Regions from separate parts of the Mus musculus genome. Here all the other regions are linked to region 2. Evidence: chromatin contacts called from public HiChIP or PLAC-seq data. All regions are on one chromosome and are shown on one strand. The core of a region is the stretch at or near the end of the contact, and the rest is flanking DNA. Distances in the headings are between cores, read along the strand shown. Region 1 overlaps Cblb (Casitas B-lineage lymphoma b). Region 2 has its middle 300 kb from the start of Gm32431. Region 3 overlaps Cblb (Casitas B-lineage lymphoma b). Region 4 holds the start of Cblb (Casitas B-lineage lymphoma b).

Region 1 (5,539 bases), core at 1,919-4,418, 710 kb after region 2:
TAGCTGGGAAAGTCTGTTACAACAGATAAGCAGGTATGTACATGTGCTAGCTAGAAGGTTATTTTCTGGCGTGGTTTAGCCTTAAGGCTTCATTCTTTAAAAATATATCTCCAAGGACTACCAACTTTTATGTTCATCCGCTTCATTTTCATGTACAAGCAGAAGGCAAGAGAATCTTTGGTCACAAAATAGGACTGACTGTTAGTTTCTCAACTCACAGTCTATCAGCTGTGCTGAGTCTTTGCTCCAGTTCCTACAGGACAGAGCAGGACCTAAGGTGTATCTTGCAGGATCTCTAATCTTCAAGGACAGAGTCTGTGATAGTGATGACCTTTGCCCTGAAAGGAGACTTTAAATAGCCTCTCTGCTGACAGTAAATGCTCCCTCTGCTCCAAGGCAGACATAGTTACATCTTAGGGTTTTTGCTGTATAAGTGCTCCTGGGAGGACAGACTCCTGCTTAAGGCGGTAAGCAACCATTGGAGGATTCTCAGGGAACCTCAGAATGCGTTGTCAGTGACTTCTCAGGAACCATGACTGTGTGAAGTTTCGGGTTCTGAGTGCTACGTAAAACATTTTACTAGCATTATTATAAAATATAATATTTATATTGTGGCACGATTTGAAGTTGTTAGTAAGATCAAAATTTTGGATTTTGACACTATAACGTATAATGAACTCTGTATGGGTGAAATCTCACATGAGCTTTGGAAATCTCTCTCAAATAATGTGATATCAAGATGGACAATGGAAACTTGTATTTGGGGTTAATTTAAGATCAATCCTAAGGCCTCGTGTGTCTCAGGCAGGCACATCACTGAACTACACTTGGTCAGGTGCAACTTTTTATTATGCACCTTTTCAGCATTTGTTGGCTCTCTAGGTGGAAAATGCAGACAAATGATTAAATGAATGTAGGAAGATCGGTTCATTTCATATTTTGTTATCTAGTCTTTATAGAAGAGAAAGCAGTTTTATTTTTTTAAATATTTTTATTAGGTATTTTCCTCATTTACATTTCCAATGCTATCCCAAAAGTTCCCCATACCCTCCCCCCCCACTCCCCTACCCACCCACTCCCACTTTTTGGCCCTGGCGTTCCCCTGTACTGGGGCATCTAAAGTTTGCAAGTCCAATGGGCCTCTCTTTCCAGTGTTGGCCGACTAGGCCATCTTTTGATACATATGCAGCTAGCCGGTAGTGGTGGTGCATGCCGGTAGGATTTGCTGAAGGAGGCAGAGGCAGGAGGATCACGAGTTCGAGGCCAGCCTGTGCTACAGTTTTATATTCTTTTAATCATTATATAATATGAACCTGTGTTTCAACCCAAATAACTGACTTGCTGGATAAGGAAGATCAATGTTCGGTGTATTAGAAGTGAAGTGATATTGCTCATCTTCGTTATCAGTCCCTGTACAGCAGAGATCTGCTTCAGGCTACCTAGATCCCTTTTCCCGCTGGAGGGTCAGTGTTGGCTGGAGGTCTCAGGACAGGAGCTGTGTGTATGTGCGTCCTCATGGGATGGCACTTGGTTTCTCTGAGTCTATAACTGCAGGCATGAGCCAGGTTGATGTCACATGCCTTTTCCAGCCTTTCTTACCGAAGGACTCATTGGAACTATGTGCTCACTTAAGGACCATGAAAATTGCTCTTTTCTCATCTTCATGAAATTACTGTTAATAATGCCCATCAGCTGGCTGTTCAGAGCAGTGTGCTCTGTGTACCAAGACTGTCTCTAGCCATTCTCACAGTCCCAAATAGGCTTCTTGAAAACTATTTTTCCCCACCTGTTTTGTAGACCCCTGAGTTTGGGGGGAATGTTGCTGGACACCTAAACTTTTTTATTTTCATTTTTTATTTAATCTCTGTAAGCAAGGTATCATTTTAGTTTAAGGAAATAGAAGATTTACCTGAGTAACTTAGCCCCTCATTCCTTTGGTCACCTTAATCCTCTTACGATTTAAATGGTATGTGGAACTTCCAGAATTTTATCACCTGAGATCTGAATGTCTATAGATAGTTACAAGAAATGTGTGCTGTTTCTGACCTCTGGCATGACTTTAGAGCTCCCTGCCAGTGAAATCAACCTCATAAAACTTCCAGGGAGCATTGACTTGAATAGAATCCTGAATGCTTTCAGGGCTCTCTGCAGTTTACTGTGCCCTTGTGCTGCTCACTAGAGGAAGAGGGGTCCCACCCAGTCATGTCAACTAACACTTGACAAGAAGCCTGCTCCCCTGCAAGCCCTCTGAGAATGTTCCCTGGCAGAGATGAATTCAGACCCCCTTCCCCTCCTCCTCCACACCAGCCACATGGTTCTCTTCTTATGCCTTTCTTTTATTCTCCCTCTTCCTTTCTTTCTTCTCCCCTCTGAAGTTTCTCTTTCCTGCTTCTGGGTGAAGCGCCTACCCTCCCTCATGCTCACCTCCAGGGCTTCAGTGTTCTCTGACCAATCTGAGCAGACTGTCTTGTGTTCCTTTGACACATGTAGCCCTTATCAAGGACTGTCATGTGACGGTCAGCCCTGTGTCATCACATATTGCTGTCATGCTAAGTACCTACTGCTGTCATATTAAGTGGTGATAAGTGGTGGCATTACAAATATTGAGAAAAGTTTAATTCAGTTTTTTTTTCTCCCCTTCCGATCAAAGAGAACATCGATGGATTAAAGGAAAATGAGAAAGCCCTTGAGAGTGAGCAAGGTTCCAAGGAAGGAATAGCCTTCAATTAATTTAAAGGCAAAAGTCACTTCTGTGTATTTCCACATAGTATTCAAAACAGTGTTCAGACTTGGCAGATACATATAATAGTTGCTATTTCTCCCAATTTCCATATTATTATTTGAAAATCTTGATTTAATCTAGATAAAGAGCTTCTATTGCTTGGAAAGAGGTAAAAGGTAAAATTTCACATTGGAAACTAGCAAAAAGTCTAAAGTCGGTCATTTAGAACTTGTGGATAAACAATGCCACCTTCCTGAGATTTGGCAGCCGGGGCCAGTTCCGGGGCCAGTTATTTTAAAAGAAAGGCACGTGGGTAAATAGATTAATATCACTGCTGTTTATTGCAGAGTAGTCACAATTCAGGGCGCTGTCTTAACTGTGTGTCTATCTTTAGTGAAGTAACGTTTGTGGAAAAGTTAGAGGTGGTTACACACAGCGCCTCTGCCTGCTCCTGCATGCCCCGTGCGCATGCGCAGTGAGCATTCACAGCTCTCCCACTCAGTGGCTGGCTCTCTGAACCCCTGCGAGCTGTTTTCACTTCCTTTAAATTCTTATATTAACATTTCCTTAAAGACTTTTTGTTTCTGTTCTGTGCTGCGCTCATGACCCTAAATATACCAGCTTACAACAACTGGGGAATCCTCCAAATGTGCGCTTTCGACATGAATAACGTGGTTTTGTTTGGTCTGCATTATTGACAAAGGTCCTTGATCATAACTCGTGGTTCGCCTTGACAGAACATGGTTGGTCTTCCCTGCTCCAGATCCCCCTTAGAGTAGCAGGCATCGTGTTCTGGAAACTATCCTGCATTGCTGTTGATAGAATTTCTTGATGTGTAGGATATGATGTGAGAATTCCGTTAGATGTTCGGGAAAGTTCTCTTGTACCTTCTTAGTGTCTCTTTCCCCTTTATTCCTTTTAAAAGGCATTCTTGGAGGCTTGGCTCTGGCATTCTTGCTAACTATGCCTACCCCCTCCTTTTCTTCTGTATAAGCAAAGTGGCTTTGAGGAACATCTGAGACGTTTTCAATGTGTAAACAGCCTTTTAAAGAAATAGCTGCTGTGTTCTCCCATCACAAGCTGACTTGTAACACTTGAAAGACAAACAGAGGCCTGTGTGTTCTCTGTTATTGTTGCACCCCCTCACATAGCTGTCTGCGTTTGTCAGCAGTTTGTTTTGACTCATAATGCCAGGGAGGGGGTGGCTTGGTGTGTTTTTGTCAGTTATGCAGTGTAGGATGTCAGTTATCTCAAAGTTACCATTATGTTTGGCTGCTGTCCCTCTATGTAAAGAAAGCCTCAGCATTGGTTCCTGTTTCTCAGGCCAGTGTTGGGTTTTGAAACTTGCCCTTAAAATAAATGCCAAACTGTTTTTCTCATCTTGTAACCCTGGAGGTCAGAGGCTGGCTCTCTTGTTTCATTATTGTCTCGGTGACGTGTTTGTGGTATTTCCCCAGACTGGTTTGAGAACCTACCTGAACTGCCCTTTTCAAGTTCCCGTTGCTCTTCTAGAGTTGGGGATCTTGTGTATTCCAACAAGGTTGGAAACACTCCCAAATCAACATTTCATTTTGAAAGCGGTACTTTCAGACCCAGATGACTCTCCTACATTAATTCGTATGGGGACATCAACGGTTGTTGTACTTGACAGAGGCAGGGACCCTGGGCTTGACAGGGACGCCATTCTTCAAGAGAAAGTGTCCCAGGTAGCCTCTCCTAACATTCTTCCCATTTCCTTAGAACACTGACGCTCCCCCAGTTTTAGGCAAACTGTCATCTTTCCCAGCCAAGACCACCAACCTTAGGAAGTAGCAGGAGCTTTGGAGGTGAAACACAAAGGCAAATGCTATTGATCTTAGGCCACCAAGATTCTCATTGGATTTGAGTCAGTACAGATGTCTGCTGGCTCCGATGACTGCCCGCCATGTAAAGTGTCTGGCTGCCACCTCTGCTGTGTGTATGGCTTCATCCTAACAGCAAGTGCATACGCGTTTACTGCAGCCTGTCTCTTATGGGGGATTAAAATAGCCAGAAGGCCTGAATACCTAGCATTTTTATCTAGTATTTCAGCGATGGCGAGTTCATGGGGTGAGGGGTGAGACTGTGTTTGCTGTCCCGCCTCTCAAGCCATGACCTTTAACGAGGGGTTATTTTAGAAAGTTCCCAATTCACTGCGGGTCACTGGAGCTTGGGCAGAAGTGGGGATGCACGGCATTTTCATAGATCACCCAGCGGCTTCTCTACCTGAGCTGGAACTCATGGATTGTAAAGATTTCAAGCATTTGCCCTGAGTCTCTGTGTGCCTCCGAGTATTATCCATTTGCCAAAGGCTAAGCTGTGTTCACCACACCCCTCTCTTGTCATTCCTTAGTGTGGTGTGGATCCAGTTCACGCTCGCTGCTCCAGTCCTGACAGCTAACTGTGAGGCCTCTTCTGAATAGTCAGTGCCTAGGATTTAAGCTTTATTTTGTGTTTGTGGGAGCATCCTAGCTGATAGTTTAGACGTTGAACTCCGTCTTACACCTTTGATGTCCTACTTTGTTGAGGGGTGTTCAAGTCAGAAGGTTTCACAGATAAGATCTTGGAACCCAGCTGGGGGTCAGGAAAGACTGCTTGTGAGGAAATACTTTGGATCTAATGTTAACACTCCTGTCGGGGCATGGATTGGACTCAGGTAGAGAAGTGTACCACAGGAGACATTTAAGGACGTAGAGAAGCACTCCTAAGTTGGAGTCACGTGAGAACATGTTTTGTTGGGTTCTGAGTGTTCGATGGCTAAGCACTGTAGGGAATGGGAGACTGGGTGTACTGTAGGGA
Region 2 (5,771 bases), core at 1,057-3,556:
AGCTAAAGAGGCCAAAATGAGCATCCTCGAGAAAGAATCATTAGCTCCTCTTAAAATGTGCTAAGAAACCGTGAGTGTGCAAAGTGGATGCGTGCTATCTTTAAAGCAGCAGGAATTTCATCCCACAAATTCACTTACTTTGGGCTTCAGAGTCCTTCCCTACAGACAAACATGATTCCAATAAATATGATCAATATATGTTTATATCATATTACATAATCTATGAGATTTGCCTTTTCTGACTAGAAAACAGCAATCCTCCTGTTCCAAGAGACCTCCAGTTGGAAGCCATGTCTAACAAGCCACAGAACAATGAAAGGAAGAATTATGTAGCACCCCTCTCCTCTTAATTTCCTTTTCATTTCTTTTGCATAGCTATGCTTTTCTTTCTGTTTTTAATAACAAATGGGATGGCTTATGCCAAGTAGTGGTACAGCTTGGTTATATGGTGTACTCAAGACTACTCAGAAGGAGAGAAATCATGCCTAATACTGGAAACCTAGTCAAATACCCTGGGCTAATGAAGTCAGGGATCCGGGAGGAGAACCCACAGTAGCCATTTCGGTTGAATAAATAATATTGTAGCTTCAGCAATTTTAAAGGCCCGTGAACTGAAGTTTGAGCCTTCCAGTTAAGGACTCAAAGTAATGGGAAGGACACAGATGTCTGGTTGTGACAGTAGATGGTAGAGTTTAGCTTGGAAACAGTCACAAAGAAGATGGCAAGAGGAGTGGCTGCATAGTCTTAAAGAAGGCAAGAAAAACCAGCCCAAGTGTTCGGGTAAAGTGTGAGAACATGGGACTACACTGATTATTCTCTTTTTAGGAAAAAAAAACCTGAATTATTGAGCTTTATGTGAAAGATCTCTGTCTTCAAAACTTAAAAAGAACAAAATTCAGAATATCTCCTAGGTTACCCATGGACCCAATTTGAGGTCTAAGCCCTCTTAAGACTAATTGAGCTTAAAACACCTGATGCAAGCCTTCCTCTGTCTTTCATGTATATTTAACATAGAGTGAATAACCAGTAGCATTCTCTGCCACAAAGATCATGGCAAGTATTAAACTCAACTTTTGAGGAAACCGAGAGACTCTATCAAAGGTGGGGGCTTCGAATTAATCTAAATGAGCATACAGATGAAGAAAAGAGATCCTTTAACAGAGAGGGATCACAAGATGGCACCCATATCCTGACTGTAACAGAACTTAATAAATGTAATGAAATATATTTTAAAAAATATTATTGAGGACATGGAACAGAAAAATGGCAGTTACACTCTATGAAAGCATGTTTGGCCACTAGGAAATACATAGCACAGACAAGGACTATGATGTGGCAGTGTATGCTTTCCAAAGCAGGTAGAACTCAGGAACCCTATCTTTTTCAGTAGTTGGATGAGGTTGTAACGGAGCCTGTGGAGGTTTGAATGACAATGGCTACTCACTCTAGAATCATAAGCTTAACTTGTTCCCTAGTTGGTAGAACCGTATGGGAAGAATAAGGAGGGGTGGCCTTGCTGGAGGAGGGGTTATTCCCTGCTTCCTGCTTGTGATTTTGATATGAGCTATCAGTCTTTCCTGTTGTGATGCCTTAATTCCTCCATCATGAATTCTAACCCTCTTAAATGGTAAGCCTAATTAAATTCTTCATTTTATAAGTTATCTTGGTCTTGGTGTTTTATCATAGCAATGTAGCTATGTAACTAAGGCAGTATCTTAGATTTCTTTCTGATTTTTAAATCAATTAGATATAGCACTTTGGGAAGTCAAAAGCTGTTGCTCATGTTACAATGGCAGAGTACTAATCTGAGGAAGCTCTGACTTTGTTTATACTCTCCAATAATGGACGGTAAACAAGTAATGAGATCTCAAACAGAGCAAATTCTCTAAAATGAACAGGAAGTTTAGTGTGACAGCAGATGTCTGGCACACGTTTCCTAAGTTTGAAACTTAAGCCTAGCAATGGATGGATAAAGAATCCATCCCACTTTCATAGAGACTGTTCTAGTTTCTGTCTTCCTGACAGTTAGGTGAAATCAATTTATCCATAATAAGAACAATATCTCAAAAATAAAACTAAACAAAACCAATCTATCAGTAGAGACATATATAGTCATTAAATTATATTCCATGTTCCCTCTAACAAATTCTTCATGGCTTCATTTTTTAATGATGAAGAAATTGACCCTGGAACGGGATCCAACCACAGCAGATGCATTTACAAGAAAACACAGAGGCTTCAGTGTAGGCTGCGTGTGGTGCAGAAGGCAGGAAACATCTGTGAGCACAGGAGAACTGTGGAGCTGTGGTTGGCTGACTCTGCCAGCTTTCCATGGGGTCTCATTCACTGCAGCCTGACGAAGAGTCTTTATTATGTACCACTTCATATGGACCACATAGTGGTGGGCCTCCCCACCCTGGCCAGATGCCTAGTTGCGACAGCTCTGCCATGGTTTCTAGGCAAGTCCTGGTGAATATTCTCACCCACAGTTCATCTGGATTCTCATGAGAATCTTGAGACTGAATGGTTGAAAATCAGTTTAGACACACATTTCTCCTCCTAGTATAGTTAACAATCATGTATTATTGAAATAAAACTGTCTCAGATACATAATATTAAATTCTCAAGATTTCCATACCTAATTCCTTCCAAAAAATTAAAAACAAAACTCAGTATGAAAAAAATATTAAAAATAAAGATTTTTATCAAAAATAAACATACTTTCCCTTAAAAATGTTCTTCTCGTTTTCCTTTTAGGCAATGTTAAATTTTAGTTAGGCCACAACAGACTTCAGTGGAAAGAGTAATAGAACATTATCTAGGATACTACACACACCTGTTTTCAGGTACATGTGTAAATGCAAAGCAGAATTTATGGAGTCATTTGTATAGCACATGGTAGACAAAGGCAAATTAAATATGCACACTCTTAAGATTTAAATCTTTACAATCCTAGGAGCTCATAGGTGCCTTACGTTGCAGGGATGTTTATATACATTCACCAAAAGCATTATTTTTGCCTTATTTTACTTTTCCTCAATTGAATTTTCTTCTCCCTTTCTCTTTGTGTCCCTTTTTCCTGTCCTCCTCTCTCTATCTCCTCCTCTGCTCCTCTTCCTGGCTCTTGCATTTCTTGAGCAACTGCTGTACCTTGGAGACTGAGTGAGGTGCTGATGCTAGAGCATGGGGAAAGATGCTCATTCAGCCTTTCAGCAGCTGGCAGCTTGGAGAGTGATGCTGATGCACAAATAAAAGAAAACTTAAAACGAGTAAGAGGCAGATTGCAACAGAGGTATGGAGAGAAACATCCCAGGGAAGAAATGCCACAGTGCCACTTAGGAGAAGTAGTAGCAATTTATAAAGAAAACGTAGCTATTATTATAAACTACAAGATAGAGAAAGAGCAGTTCAGATTAAAGTAAGTTAAGTGTAGCTGTTGCTGGTGGCACATGCCTTTGATCCCAGCACTTGGGAAGCAGAGGCAGGTGGATCTCTGTTAGTATGAGGCCAGTCTGGTTCACAGAGCAAGTTCCAGGATATCTAAGGCCACTCAGAGAAACCCTGTCAAAAGGAAAACAAAAAACAAAAAACAAACAAACAAACAAACAAAATGGGGGAGGGGGCAAAGGTAAGTATGTGTAAGAGATTGTCTCCTTATCAATAAATGTGGGTTTTCCCAAGGCTTGATTCTTTTACCCCACGACTCTGTTTTTCCTGGAGATGCTCCTGTCGGAAGCTCTTCAAGTTTCTGCACAAGAACCATATTGGATGCTGGAAATTTCTAAATTTATCTTTTGGCAGCTGAGTGAGTTTTTCCTCCTTTTCCTCATTGGGAAAAAAAATTGGACCTCATTGAGAGATTTTTTTTGGAGTCATACCAAATTATTTAAAGCATACTAAAATTAGTTAACATCCCAGACACAGTCTCTCTCATCCATAGATGGGTCTATCTACAGACTCCTGTCAGTATTCAGGAACTTGCATGCAGGGACCATTCCCACCACCTCATGTGCCTATACTATTAGTGAAGACAGCATGATCTCAGCTGCAAACACAGCATGGCTGGATAACATGTAGAAGCTGAGTAGAAGTTGCCGATGCATGCCCCAACCCTGCCCAGCTCCAGGAAAAGCTTTCAATACCGGATATCTAGTAATTAGACCCCAGATGCCAACATCTCACTTGCTATCACTGCAACTCTCTCACTTGCAACTCACTGATGAGATAATTAAGCCCATTCTGTCACTCTCCTGGGAGAGGCTGCCCTCCCCTGTTTTCCCTGGTAGGGGAGGATATGGATAGCCATCAGTATGGCCCAATATAAATTTATGAAATTAGAACTTTGTGTGATTCTTTTGCATATTCATTGTTACTTGGTTGCAATCTTCTTAAGTATAAACTTTGTAGACAATAGCACCATGTTGTAGTGTCAAAGAGTTCGACACACCTGCTAGATGATGCCCTCTGTGACCTTTTCCTTTGCCAGCTTTGTTTTGCATCCTTTATTTGCAATGAATCATAACCATAAAGATGGCCATGTGCTGAGTTCTGTGAGGTTTCCTAGCAAGTCTTAGAAGCAGAGGCAGTCTGTAAACTCCCATCTTATACATGCGAAGTGTGTTTAGATAAATGCCATGCACATAAGAATTAACGAACATCAGCTGGGTTTATTGTACATTTGTCTTCTGAAATGAGCACCTTCTAGCTCTAAGATTCACTTTTACATTGATATCCAAGCTCCAACCTGCATTTTATCACTTTTCTTAACTCTAAATTCCTTGATTCAGTGCCCTGTATGACACCTATACTTAAGTTTCTGATGGCCATCTCACACTGGAGCTGTAGAAAAGAGAATTCAGAGTTTATGCTGCAAAAATCAGGAAGTATAATTGAACTGCATCAGTGCTCTTTGTGAGAATTGTTAATGTCGTCACCACCATCCTGCTACTCAGACTCTGATGTTGCTTTCCTTCTCCTCAGGACCAATTTAAGGATAAGAATTATCCTGGCCAACATTATGTTGCTATGATTAAATAATCTAACAAAAGAAATTAAGGGACAAAGTGTCTATTCTAGATCACAGTTCAAGGGAACATCTATCATGACCAGGAAGCTACAGTATAGAAACTTGAAGCCGCTTTCCATAGCTCATCACATTGACAATCATGAAGCAAAGAAATTGAGTATGTCCTGCTACTCAGTTCTGCTTATCATTGAATAGTATGTCAACCAGGGCATTGTGATCTCAATAGTGGGATAGTGGGTGTGTTCCTACCTTAACTCATGTAATAAAGATATGCCTGCATTCTCATCAATCCAGAGATGCTAGGTTCTGTTATGCGACACTAGCCATCAAAATGCCACCCTTGACAACTTGCTAGTTAAATATTACTTCTAAGCCACTGACATTTTACTTTGTCTCTTTCATCACATGACCATGTCATGGTGGAAAATTCACTTGTTAACAACTTTTAAAATCCCCATAGTCTTTAACAATTCCAACACTCTATAAGTATGAGTGCCAATAAAATTAAAATAACAGCAGCAGCAACAACGACAACACCACCAGCAACAATAGCCTAGCAAGATGATTTAGCGAGTAAAAGTCCTTACTAGATAAATGCAAACCAGCCATCATTACCCTGGAGACACATGAGCTTATCAGTTGCTACGTGCACCGAGTCATATCTATGCTAGGGCAGTCTATATACTCTATCTGCTGGGGTCTGTTGGCATCCCAGCAAGGCAAGGGAGCAGCCAAATTCCCTAGG
Region 3 (5,207 bases), core at 708-3,207, 830 kb after region 2:
CAGTGACTGACTGAGTCTCCATGTCCCTAAGTCCACCATCTAGATAACATACACACAGACAGTGACTCTGTGTCTAGTTATGCTGACACCTGTTGACTCATAGGCTATACAAAAGTTTGGATACAATGCATAGACTTTGGGTCAGCTTGATCTCTCTGACTTTTTTATTTACAAGTTCTTTATGATAAAATTTTAATAAATATTAAAACATTAACCTAAGAGAAAATAGTGAACTTTCTTACAAGACTTTATTAAAATGATAAGTAGAAAATACCAGGATGGGCTGGTGAGATGGCTCAGTGGGTAAGAGCACCCGACTGCTCTTCCAAAGGTCCAGAGTTCAAATCCCAGCAACCACATGGTGGCTCACAACCATCCGTAACGAGATCTGACTCCCTCTTCTGGAGTGTCTGAAGATGGCTGCAGTGTACTTAAATATAATCAATAAATAAATCTTTAAAAAAAATACCAGGATGTATTTTTTATATTTCAATACAAATGGCACATAGCTTTCTTAACTTCTAGTTATAACTCACCAAGATCCATTCAACCTAATAAAATGTCTAACTAGTAGCTTCTAAAACTGAACCCTTAGTTTTTGATAAAATGATAGATAATTATTGCCTTTCATATTTACATCAGATGCTCTCTGACTAACAAAAGAGTGAGTGGTATTTAGCCAGGCAAGATCTTCTGTCAATGAAGGGTAGCATCCAGAGCTAACCACAACAGGTGTGGTTTGTTTGTTTTTTTTTTTAATTGTTTATTTCTTGCACTGACAAGATGGTTTCTTGCTACAAGGTCTGATCACCTGAGTTGAATCCCTGGGAACGGCAAGATAGGAGAGAGTAAGAACTGATTGCCACAAGTTGTCCTTGACCTCCATCCATACCTTGGCATGAGCACACACATCCCAATACATACTATATGTTATGCAAATTAAAAACAAGTATTCTTCCTTCAGAGTGAAGTGCTTCTTGGAAATCATTAAATTATTGAAGTAACCTGTAAGACAGATTTGAACTTCCACCTCTTGATGTAGTTATTGAATATTAAGTCAAAGGTCCCTTTTGTCTCTGAAGTATTTACTTAAGTGGTATGTATAGAGATGGTGTTCACTGAGACTGGAAGCAGAGCAGGATGAGGATGGGAACATGCAGGGCCCACTTCCTCTGCCTATAGAGACGTCCTGGTCTTTGCAGAGGTTGGTGAGATTGATGTCTGTCTCCAAGAATTTAGTGTTTGCAAGAAAATACAGTTATTTCTATCCTAACCATATTAAAACACCATCAAGTCATCATTTTGAAACATCTTTACTTTTGTCACCTTTAGTTGCAAGGTGTGTCTTCTAGGATTCAACTAGAGTGACTATAACACTATTGTTTGTTTATGAATTTCATAGCCTGTGTTCTGGGCTGTGTAGAGACCCCTCTGCTACTACAACAAAGCTTCAGGTTACCATTAACTGACATTTGGATCCTGAAGTATCTCTTAACAAACAGAGCTTTAAAAATCAATACTGAAAACTTCTTCAAAGACAAACTAAAAGTATAAGCTTTTGAAAACTCCCAAGGGAAGGTTTTCCGTGATCTCTGAATACAGTTGAAACTTTAAATATGAGCACACACATACATGCACACACACACACACACACACACACACACACACACACACACACACACACATACAAAACACCTCTGACATTTTTTTCTATTATAACGGGTGTTCAGCCACACTGACCCAAAAGTGAAATCATTATAGAAAGTTCTCCAAAATCCAAAGCTTTTTTGAGGATTACATGAGGGATACGACTGGTAAAGTCTGCAACTGTTCCAAAATTTGAGGGGAAAAAATAATCTGAAAAAATGTTTTAGTCCCAAGAAGTTCAGACAGGGACACTCAGCTCTCGGAGAGAAGAATACAAAATGAAAATGAAACTTTGTGGTGAGAAGAAATGAAAATGGAAAAAGAAAAAAGACAAAAAGCCACATAGGCATCGACTGCCTCACGTACCAGAGGGCTCCTGCTCCCTCTGCCGAATGTGCTGGAACATTACACTGTTTTGTGTTTTTTTTTTTTTTTTGGGGGGGGGGGAACATTTTCCGTGAAGTTTATAATAATTAAAGTGGCTTGGATCCGAGTTTTTCTAGTGTCTTGCAAACTAGCTGTCTTTCTACCTGTTGGCCAAGTTGCATTTTAACATTTTTTTTTTTGGACTGTTGTCTTGGGCAGTAGCAAAGGTTAAATTAAAACCCACACAGGAAGTAGAGTACTTTTCAATTTTATTTTATATATTTTCCCAAATGATCAAGTAAAATGCTCAAATCCACCACGGTATCCCGCTAAGTGTTTTATTCGTTGCAGTTAGGTATTACACTTAGGTATCATGAGTTACAAAAACAATCCATCTCAAAGATTTATTTCTGTCATGATCGGCTTCTAATTGTGGACACGTTTCGTTCTTAATTGTTGCAGTGGGAGGAACTCTAGCACTACAGTTATAAGTTGACAAGATAGTTAAATTTCTCTCATGTATGGCTTTTTTAAAACTATGGGTATTAGCCATAGACCAGTTTGAACCTTTAAAGAACCTCTTGTTTCCAGTTGATTTCAGTGTATCCTTATCACTTTTGCTGATTTCCAGTACATGGGAGGGAGCAATTAACATTTTAATAGCTTGGACTTGAATAATTGTACACATCTTATGTTAAAGCTTTATTTATAAAACCCTTTCATTTTCGTAATTTTCATTTTTTTCTTAGTTCACCCTTAAAAACCACAGGTATGAATATCTTATCTTAACATTTCAAGGCCTTCCATTTCTATTGGATGTAAGAACAGTTTACAGTTGAAAACTTCCAGTGACAAAGCAGTTTCTTCATTGTTCTATGTCACATCAGACCTTCCTGCTCTGGTATTTATGATGCTTAAACCAGATTGGATTTTCTTTTCCCTCTTGGTAGGTGTACTGGTCCATTAGCAAATTGTCTCTCAGAGAAAACTAGAGACACGGTAGAAGATGATGACGATGAATACAAGATTCCTTCATCCCATCCTGTGTCCCTGAATTCACAACCATCTCATTGCCATAATGTCAAAGCTCCTGTTCGGTAAGAAGATGAGCATCTCTGTATCATCCTGCATCGGCATAAGCATCGTCATGCTGTCAAACGTGGGGGTTGTTTCTATGCGGTTCAATAGTATGTGATTGGTTAAAAATCCTGTTCCTTGCCTAGCCTGTAGTTCCTATATATTTCCTTCATTGCTTCCACATAAAAGATTTTGTTGCCTTCTTCCCCACCCCCACAAAAGGCCAAATTACAATCTAATAAAAAGGAGCTATACGTTACATATAATGATGATTAATTCATGCATTTCCCCTAAGATATTTTAATGAATTTCAAAAGGTCCAAGCATATATATCATGAAGAAATATTAGTGCTTAGAAACTAATATTAAGGTACTAGGTCAACCTGCTTAAGAATTTTTCTTCATAATGTGAAGGCTAGAATAATTTATATTCATTTTCCTTCTTGATATGTAATATACTTCTACTGAAATCATAATACAATGGGGGGGAAGCCTTAACGTTACTTCTGTTAACTTCTTTTTTGAGCAAATACCTTCTCTTGCATGAGCTAAGAATACAAAGATCACTGGGTTTTGTTGTTTTATTTTGCTGTGTTTTCTTTTTCTTTTTCCCCTCATTATAATAGGAGCATTATTGGTCTTCAAAGTGCCAGTCACATTGACTTTTATAAGAATTATTGATAATGGCTTACATGTTTTGAAATATGTTTGTCTCTAAGCAAAATCATGGCTTTGCATGCATGAAACTTAATACAGTTACAGTAACATTTATATAATTTGCATCTTACTGACATGTCAATCTATTAGCTTTATTTTCTGAACTTATTTTCTGGCCTGCATTCTTCTTGCATAGTATTCCTGGAGCTGTGCTTGGCTCCAAGTTGCTCAGCTCTGTTCAGACACTGTTAGTGGCTGAGCTGCCTGGGGCCTCCTGATGACTGACAGATAGGAGACTGCAAGGCCATCAGTCATCCACGCCATCTTTACTCAGTGTGCTGCTTCCACTTGAGGCCAGCTCAGTCGACTTAAAGTATTTTATGAGTAGAGTTTCCATCTTTGGAGTTGAAAACGCTTCCCAGGTGTCTCACAGAGGTAGAGAAAGAAATTCTTGGAAACCAAGAGTTGTGCCTCCAAAGGGATGCTGGTGGGCGGAGTTACTACCCAGGCTAAGTGATGCACTGCAGCCCACGCTTTCCCTGATTACAGCAAGAACCAGCTATCTCTTGTTAATCGTGCTGATGAGTGCTCCTGCAAAGACGATAACGGAGAGTGTTACCCTGGGAGAGCCACGTGCCCGCTGAGCTAGCTGAGGGAAAGTCACGCTTGCTCATCAAGTATAAACTGTGAACAAATCCCAGTTTCTTTGGCTCTTACTAATTTAGTATAGTAATTTTTAAATGCTAAAATTGAACGAGATTTTTTTGGGTTCTTTGGGATTCTCATTCTTCTCATGGCTGGAAGACTGAAGGATATGATTTTAATTCATCAAATTTTAATTGTCATGTCACAGTAGATGATATTTAAGTGGCTAACCTCTTGGATACTGAAAGTCAATTTGAATTATAACCATCATAACCAAGTCCCCACAGTTATAGAGAAATAATAAATGTTGCTAATTCCTAAGCTTAATTGTAATGAATACTTGATCTAATTTGTTCTTGAAAACCAGTGAGTGGAGTGGCACGTTGTGTCATCTGCAAAGTCCCCCCACCCCCCCTTAGAACTTCCTTTTCCTGGATGTCACTCACTCCCCCTTTGGAACAGCAAGAAAAATAAATTGTCAGTATGTGGGAAGTGAAACAGTAAATGAATCATTCAATTCATATCATCATTATGAAGACTCAATACGTAACTGTTCTTAAATGAACCATATCGTGCCCGTTAAAAAGAAATGGCCACCAGAGAGAATAGAAATGAATTTCAGATGAATCACTCTCTCAATATCTACTGAAATATCGACTATCTCCTCCATTATGAATGTAGTTTCACTTTGCTCTAAGAAATCAGACTAATTCAAAAGGAAAGTATAAAACTTCACTCTCTCTCTGAGGCTCTTTGTTAGCCAGCCGTTACTAAGCTAGGAGCTTAAGGGCAAGTGTGTTCTGTGCCGCCTCCCA
Region 4 (5,148 bases), core at 1,074-3,573, 680 kb after region 2:
CACAGATTGCCTAACAGCAGCTCTCCAGGAACTGTCAGACCTTTAGCACCAGATTGGGATTAATGAGACATCAGCCTTGTGGGCTGAGAAACTCTTGGATTCTCAGCCTCTGAGTGTGAGAAAGAATTTGTCTGACTACCCAGACCACATAATGTGAGTCAGTCTAATAAATAGCCTTTTACATATATGTATGTTGTGTTATATATTATAATACACACACACACACACACACACACACACACACACACACACACACACATATATCTTATCACTTCTGCTCCTTTAGAGAACCTCAACTAACAGATTTTTATTTTTGTCAGCCTACATAAACACTATCTTAGACCAGTTTTTAGTTGCTTTGGTTAGAAAAGTTTGGCAGCCCCAGAGATATTTGTTATACCTGTGTCCCAGCCAGAGCAGAGGAGCAGAACATAATGAGGCTTGTCACTGTATCTCCATGATGCACTTTGCTCCGCAGGCCATTCTATTTTTTTAGTGTCATTGCCTTCAGCAAACTGCAGTTCAAAAGGAACTGTATTGTATATGTATTTTGTTCCATTTTACATTTATTCAAATATGAAGATAAGCAACACATTTAATTATACAGTATAAGGTTGGGCATAGCAAAATCTTCTACACATAGTGCCAGTTTCTTTTGGAATTGACTTTAAAGGTGCATTTTATACACATAGAGGATGTAACCACAGAGTTCTTTTTAAATACTGTCTCCACTTAGCAACCATAGCTACTGTTACAAGCAATAAGGGAGATATGGAGGGGCTATGGAGAAGCCTGCACCATCTACATATATAAAACAAGAAACTACTTTTTAATTATTAGTACAGAAATAATGAAAGAAAATATTACTTCCAGACTTGTACTTTACTGCCTGATTGCCTAAAGGGTCACATTTTGGTTGTTTCCATTACATGAAAATCATAACAATCTGAATTTAGGATTGCAGGACATTCTATGACCACTCAGGAGCCTTCACAGTAATAATTGTAGCACTAAAATACTTATTAGGGATTGGCAGAACCACTGAGACACATTTATCAGGATAGTTGGTTAGAAAATGCTTATATGTATGTATGTATGTATGTACATATGTATGCTTATGCATGTATGCACGTATGACATTTTTAAAAAGTGCAAAGTATTACACCCAGGAGCTCAAGGTGTGAGGTGTATCCATACTACCAATGACAGAGGAAATCACTCCCAGGTATGTAAACCTGGGGCAAATGGTACGAGCATGGTGAACCAAATAGAGAGAATCATGGAACTTGTCTAATGTGTGATTCTGATGACAGAAGGGCCCTGGCATTTCACTGTAAGCGTTACCAGACTGTTTTCTTTTACACGGCTATCAAGGACGGAGCCCAGAAAGAGACGAACACTGGAAGAGGATGGCAGAAACAGGGTTGTCATTAAAATGAAGATTCATCTACATAGAAGAAAAGTGACTCTGGCAAAAATCCAACAGCAGAGTTCTTTACTGGAATCCAGGGGAAAACTTGTTTGGAATATAAAGGTGTCAAACAGATTAGTAATCCCCATTGTGTGGAGTTTTTACTGTCCTGGGACGATTTACAGAGACTATTTAGCTGAGAGTTGTCAAGTATTTGCTTTCTCATCAGCCTGATGTTTGATCTGGAATCCTTCTAGAACTAATAGTAAAAGGGAAACATTTCAGAAATTTAGGAAGTTTTAGTTGGCACTCGGGTTTTACTCCTAGCCTACTCTATGTGAGGGTAACCTTCATCTTAGGAGCTATGGGACTGCTGCTCTTTATTTGACAGTCAACAAGAAACATGGTCTTGGACCTATTTGGCTGCTCTCCTGGGTAGCAGTTTGGCAGCCCTAGGGAGATGAATTTCTTAAGCCTGGGACCCGCCCAGAGCTGAAAAGCAGCACCACCCTGGCAGCCTCTACTCTGTTGCTATGAAACAAAGACTAGGAAGGTGAGTGAGGCAGGAAGTCCCGCCTTTTAGCCCCAGTTGGCTTAGACTCCCGCTCGGGGCGCTCACGCCCACCTGCGCACCCCTCATTGGTTAGCTCCCCGGCGCCTTGCTGCTACTTTTTCAGTTCCTTTCCTCGTTCCACTTTTGTTCCAGGCTAGCCTAGGTCCATTTCCCAACGAGTTCTTCTCCAAGTGGGACGCAGTGGAGTGGGCCTTCCTCTGGGGCCATTGTGTACCGTGGAGGACGTGGACTGGGGGGTAGCGCGGGAGGAGCGTCTCGTCCCGCCCATTGGCTCCGCCCGCTGTCTGGCAGAAAGCAGCCTCTCAGGATTGGTTCGAAGACTCAAGGCTCCGCCTTAGCTCCGCCCCACGCCTTGGTCTCCGGGGATGGCTCAGGGGTGGGGTGGCCAGTGAGTGGTCTCCTCCTCCGGCGGGCGCTGCGGCGGCCTCCCGAGTGTGGCGCGGGACTGCCGGGCGGGCGTGGAGCTTTTTGCACGGTAATTGCCGCGTCCCCGCGTCTCGGTGTTCCTAGATCTCGGTGGCTCCTTCCCCGGAGCGCTCTCCTAGGGCGATTCCACAGAGTCCCCACCCGAGCCACCCCAGCCAGGGCAGCGTGTGTGTGTGGAGTGGGACCCGCGATCACGCGTGGCTCGGGACGGCCGCGGTGACCCGAGTAGAGGAAGGAATGGGTCATCCCGGGGTTGGACGTCTCTTGCTGGCTCGGGGGCCCTGCAGCTGGGCGCGGGCCATCAGGGAGAGGGGACAGCCCTAGCTTCCAGCTGCTGTCGCCGCTGCGGGCCTGAGCCAAGTGGGGATTTAAACAGCAGTCCCTGGCTGGCCCGGGGCCCGGGAGGGAGCGGACTCTGGCTGATCGCCGCCGGTGGGAGGTGCGTGCTACTGGCGCTAGATCGGGCAGGCTGTGGGATTGGGAAGCCAGGACGGGGTCTAGGGCTACTTTATCTTTGCTGAGTTCCTCGTCTCTTTCCCAGACCCCTGAGTGGCGGGCTAGAGGCCCGAGCCTGGAAAGGGTACAGACGTTCTGAAACAAAGCTTTGGACCACTTGATACCGGGTAGGCAGAAGAGGGACCACCGGAGAAGTGAACTCCGCGGTGCGTGCCCGCCCTTGCCGGGTTCTCACCGCTTTTTAAGAAGGGGTTGCTTGTTGGTTTGTTTATTTGGCTCTAGGGAAAAACTACTCACCTCACTGCTTTAAAGAACTATTTGTGTGTCCGCAGCTGCTGGCTTTTGCGGGGGGGGGGGGTGTTGGGGGAATGGAGAGGGGACGCGCGCGCGCGGGGCGCGCGGGGGGGGTATCCAAGTCCTCCGCCTTTGTTGACAAGAGACGTGTCCCTTTTGCGTGTGTGGAGTACTTTGCATTTATGTAATAACTTGGCGAAATCAAACAGCGTGAAGGAGGCTACTGAAGTGAGGCTCCCAACGTGAATTTTAGGAGTTGCAGCTCTAGTATTTCGAATCTGGATTACAGCAGAAGGGGGGGGGGGGACGACATTGTGTTCTTACCTGTTAAAAGTTGTTTTGTTGATGATGTTGAGCTGTAGCTTCATAGAACACGGGCAGAGGATGCATCTTTAACTTTTAGTATTGTAAGAGCAAATCTTGTGTCATGGCTCCTAACTTGGAGGATGCCCTTACTCAGGGTTACTAAAAAGTTGAATCTGGGACCCTGGGCTTTGTCACAGAGACAGCGGAGAATATCATTAATGGGTACAAGTGAGCCTGTTCAGTTCAGGTTCCTGTTGGGGAAATACTTTCATATCCAGCTAACTTTTCCTCTCTTGAAATTCTATCTTGCAAAAAGGACTAAGATTCCAGATGGCAAATTCTATGAATGGCAGAAATCCTGGTGGTCGAGGAGGAAACCCCCGCAAAGGTCGCATTTTGGGGATTATTGATGCTATTCAGGATGCAGTCGGACCCCCAAAGCAAGCTGCAGCTGACCGCAGGACTGTGGAGAAGACTTGGAAACTCATGGACAAAGTGGTGAGTTCAGTCAGTGTGTGTACACGGCCCTCAGCACCCTGAATGCGATTTCTTCGGGTTTTATTTATATGTATGGCTAATAATCACTATTATGGTGATGAGCTTTGTATTTAGGTTGGGCCATTTTTCTTCAACTCTGTGTTTGCAAAAGTTGAATTCAGAGGAAAGACTTTTATTTTTTTATTACTCTTTCTAACTTATTATCTTGCTTTTCAAGTTCCAGAGCCCCTGGGTATTACTCCAATATGCAGTTTATACCATTGGCTACTTTTGCTGGGTGTATAGTATGGTTTGGAAGTTTGCTTAGTCTTATGTGGAGTTGCCTTGCTACTAGATAATATAAGGCTAACAAGTGAACAATAGGCTCTGCTGGAGCACACTTAGGACAAGCACATGGGTGATGTTGAAACCTTTACTGGGGAAAGAACCAGAACTCCAGGGAGGATTCAGTATTGAAGAGTTTGATTTTTATCCCTGTAAACTCATCTTTATTAAGAAAATATATACATATATACATATATATGTATACATATATATGTATGTATATATATATATATATATATATATAGTCTTTACTGTTCAGGACATCGGTACAGTTTCTTTCATCTATGATTCCATTTTGAAACAGGGAACCTTTTTGGTTGTGCGTTGTTTATTGTGAAAGGAAAATGTATGCTGGAGGCTGTGTGGGGCTGAGAGTGTCAGAAACTTCTGTGGTTTTTTTTTTTTTTTTTTTTTTTTTGTTGCTTTTAGATGAGCTCTAGTTTCACAGGAAGAAACCAAACTGGATGGCAGTTCTCAGTCCAGTTATAAGGGCAGTGTGCATACCTCCCAGGGCCCTGCTGGAAAAGCTAGCTGTCTGAGGAGGCTTGGGACACAGATGTGTTGGTGTCCTTCTCGGCACACATTCATAACTTTATGATGTTGAGAAGAAGTTGGGCTATGCTTTGCTGAGTTTGAGACATTGACAAAGATGCTCCTTTTGAATGATGAACAAAGGCGTGTTGACATCATTTGGTGTCATTTACCTTGGCTTTGGTTTGCTACCAAAGACAAAATTGGCTACAAAGAAGCCACTGAGAAGAAGTAACAATTCTGGGAGGTGACACTATGGGCTTTATTTTCATGTATTCTTATGGAGATTGTAGGTAAGATAACTAAACCATGGCCCTGCCATTGGATG

What was found. HiChIP or PLAC-seq counts read pairs in DNA pulled down with a chosen protein or histone mark.
Region 1: an H3K27ac HiChIP or PLAC-seq map of large pre-B cells shows a contact between it and region 2, with 5 times the contacts expected there. The contact joins two enhancer-like sites. A contact is called at or near these places in 1 of 484 Hi-C or Micro-C datasets (large pre-B cells) and 2 of 115 datasets of contacts at active chromatin or transcription factors (cardiomyocytes and large pre-B cells).
Region 3: a contact with region 2 is called in a RAD21 HiChIP or PLAC-seq map of pro-B cells, with 22 times the contacts expected there. The contact joins two enhancer-like sites. A contact is called at or near these places in 2 of 15 datasets of contacts at CTCF or cohesin (large pre-B cells and pro-B cells), 1 of 484 Hi-C or Micro-C datasets (cardiomyocytes) and 1 of 115 datasets of contacts at active chromatin or transcription factors (large pre-B cells).
Region 4: a RAD21 HiChIP or PLAC-seq map of pro-B cells shows a contact between it and region 2, with 13 times the contacts expected there. The contact joins the promoter of Cblb here to the enhancer-like site in region 2. A contact is called at or near these places in 6 of 39 promoter capture datasets (the 3T3-L1 cell line, cranial neural crest, frontonasal cranial neural crest and 3 more), 1 of 15 datasets of contacts at CTCF or cohesin (pro-B cells), 2 of 484 Hi-C or Micro-C datasets (large pre-B cells and pre-pro-B cells) and 11 of 115 datasets of contacts at active chromatin or transcription factors (the SCID.adh cell line, T-cell acute lymphoblastic leukemia, astrocytes and 8 more).

What each region holds. Positions count from the first base shown.
Region 1 is chr16:52,057,238-52,062,776 of GRCm38.p6, forward strand. All of the region lies in intron 3 of Cblb (Casitas B-lineage lymphoma b), which reads left to right. Among named protein-coding and RNA genes, the nearest start is that of Cblb, 28 kb to the left of the region's middle. Within about 2 kb of position 3,169, at least 227 of the 459 cell types and tissues checked have an H3K27ac peak or open chromatin away from gene starts, as enhancers often do.
Region 2 is chr16:51,350,010-51,355,780 of GRCm38.p6, forward strand. No RefSeq gene overlaps it. Among named protein-coding and RNA genes, the nearest start is that of Gm32431, 300 kb to the left of the region's middle. Within about 2 kb of position 2,307, at least 33 of the 459 cell types and tissues checked have an H3K27ac peak or open chromatin away from gene starts, as enhancers often do. A contact at or near this core is called in the SCID.adh cell line, T-cell acute lymphoblastic leukemia, pre-pro-B cells and 1 more, where this site is marked.
Region 3 is chr16:52,180,249-52,185,455 of GRCm38.p6, forward strand. Cblb (Casitas B-lineage lymphoma b) reads left to right here. Exons shown (of 18, transcript NM_001033238.1): 14 at 2,964-3,110. Among named protein-coding and RNA genes, the nearest start is that of Gm23513, 78 kb to the left of the region's middle. Within about 2 kb of position 1,958, at least 65 of the 459 cell types and tissues checked have an H3K27ac peak or open chromatin away from gene starts, as enhancers often do. A contact at or near this core is called in pro-B cells, where this site is marked.
Region 4 is chr16:52,029,226-52,034,373 of GRCm38.p6, forward strand. It overlaps Cblb (Casitas B-lineage lymphoma b), which reads left to right and starts at 2,324. Exons shown (of 18, transcript NM_001033238.1): 1 at 2,324-2,460; 2 at 3,784-3,965. The coding sequence starts at 3,798.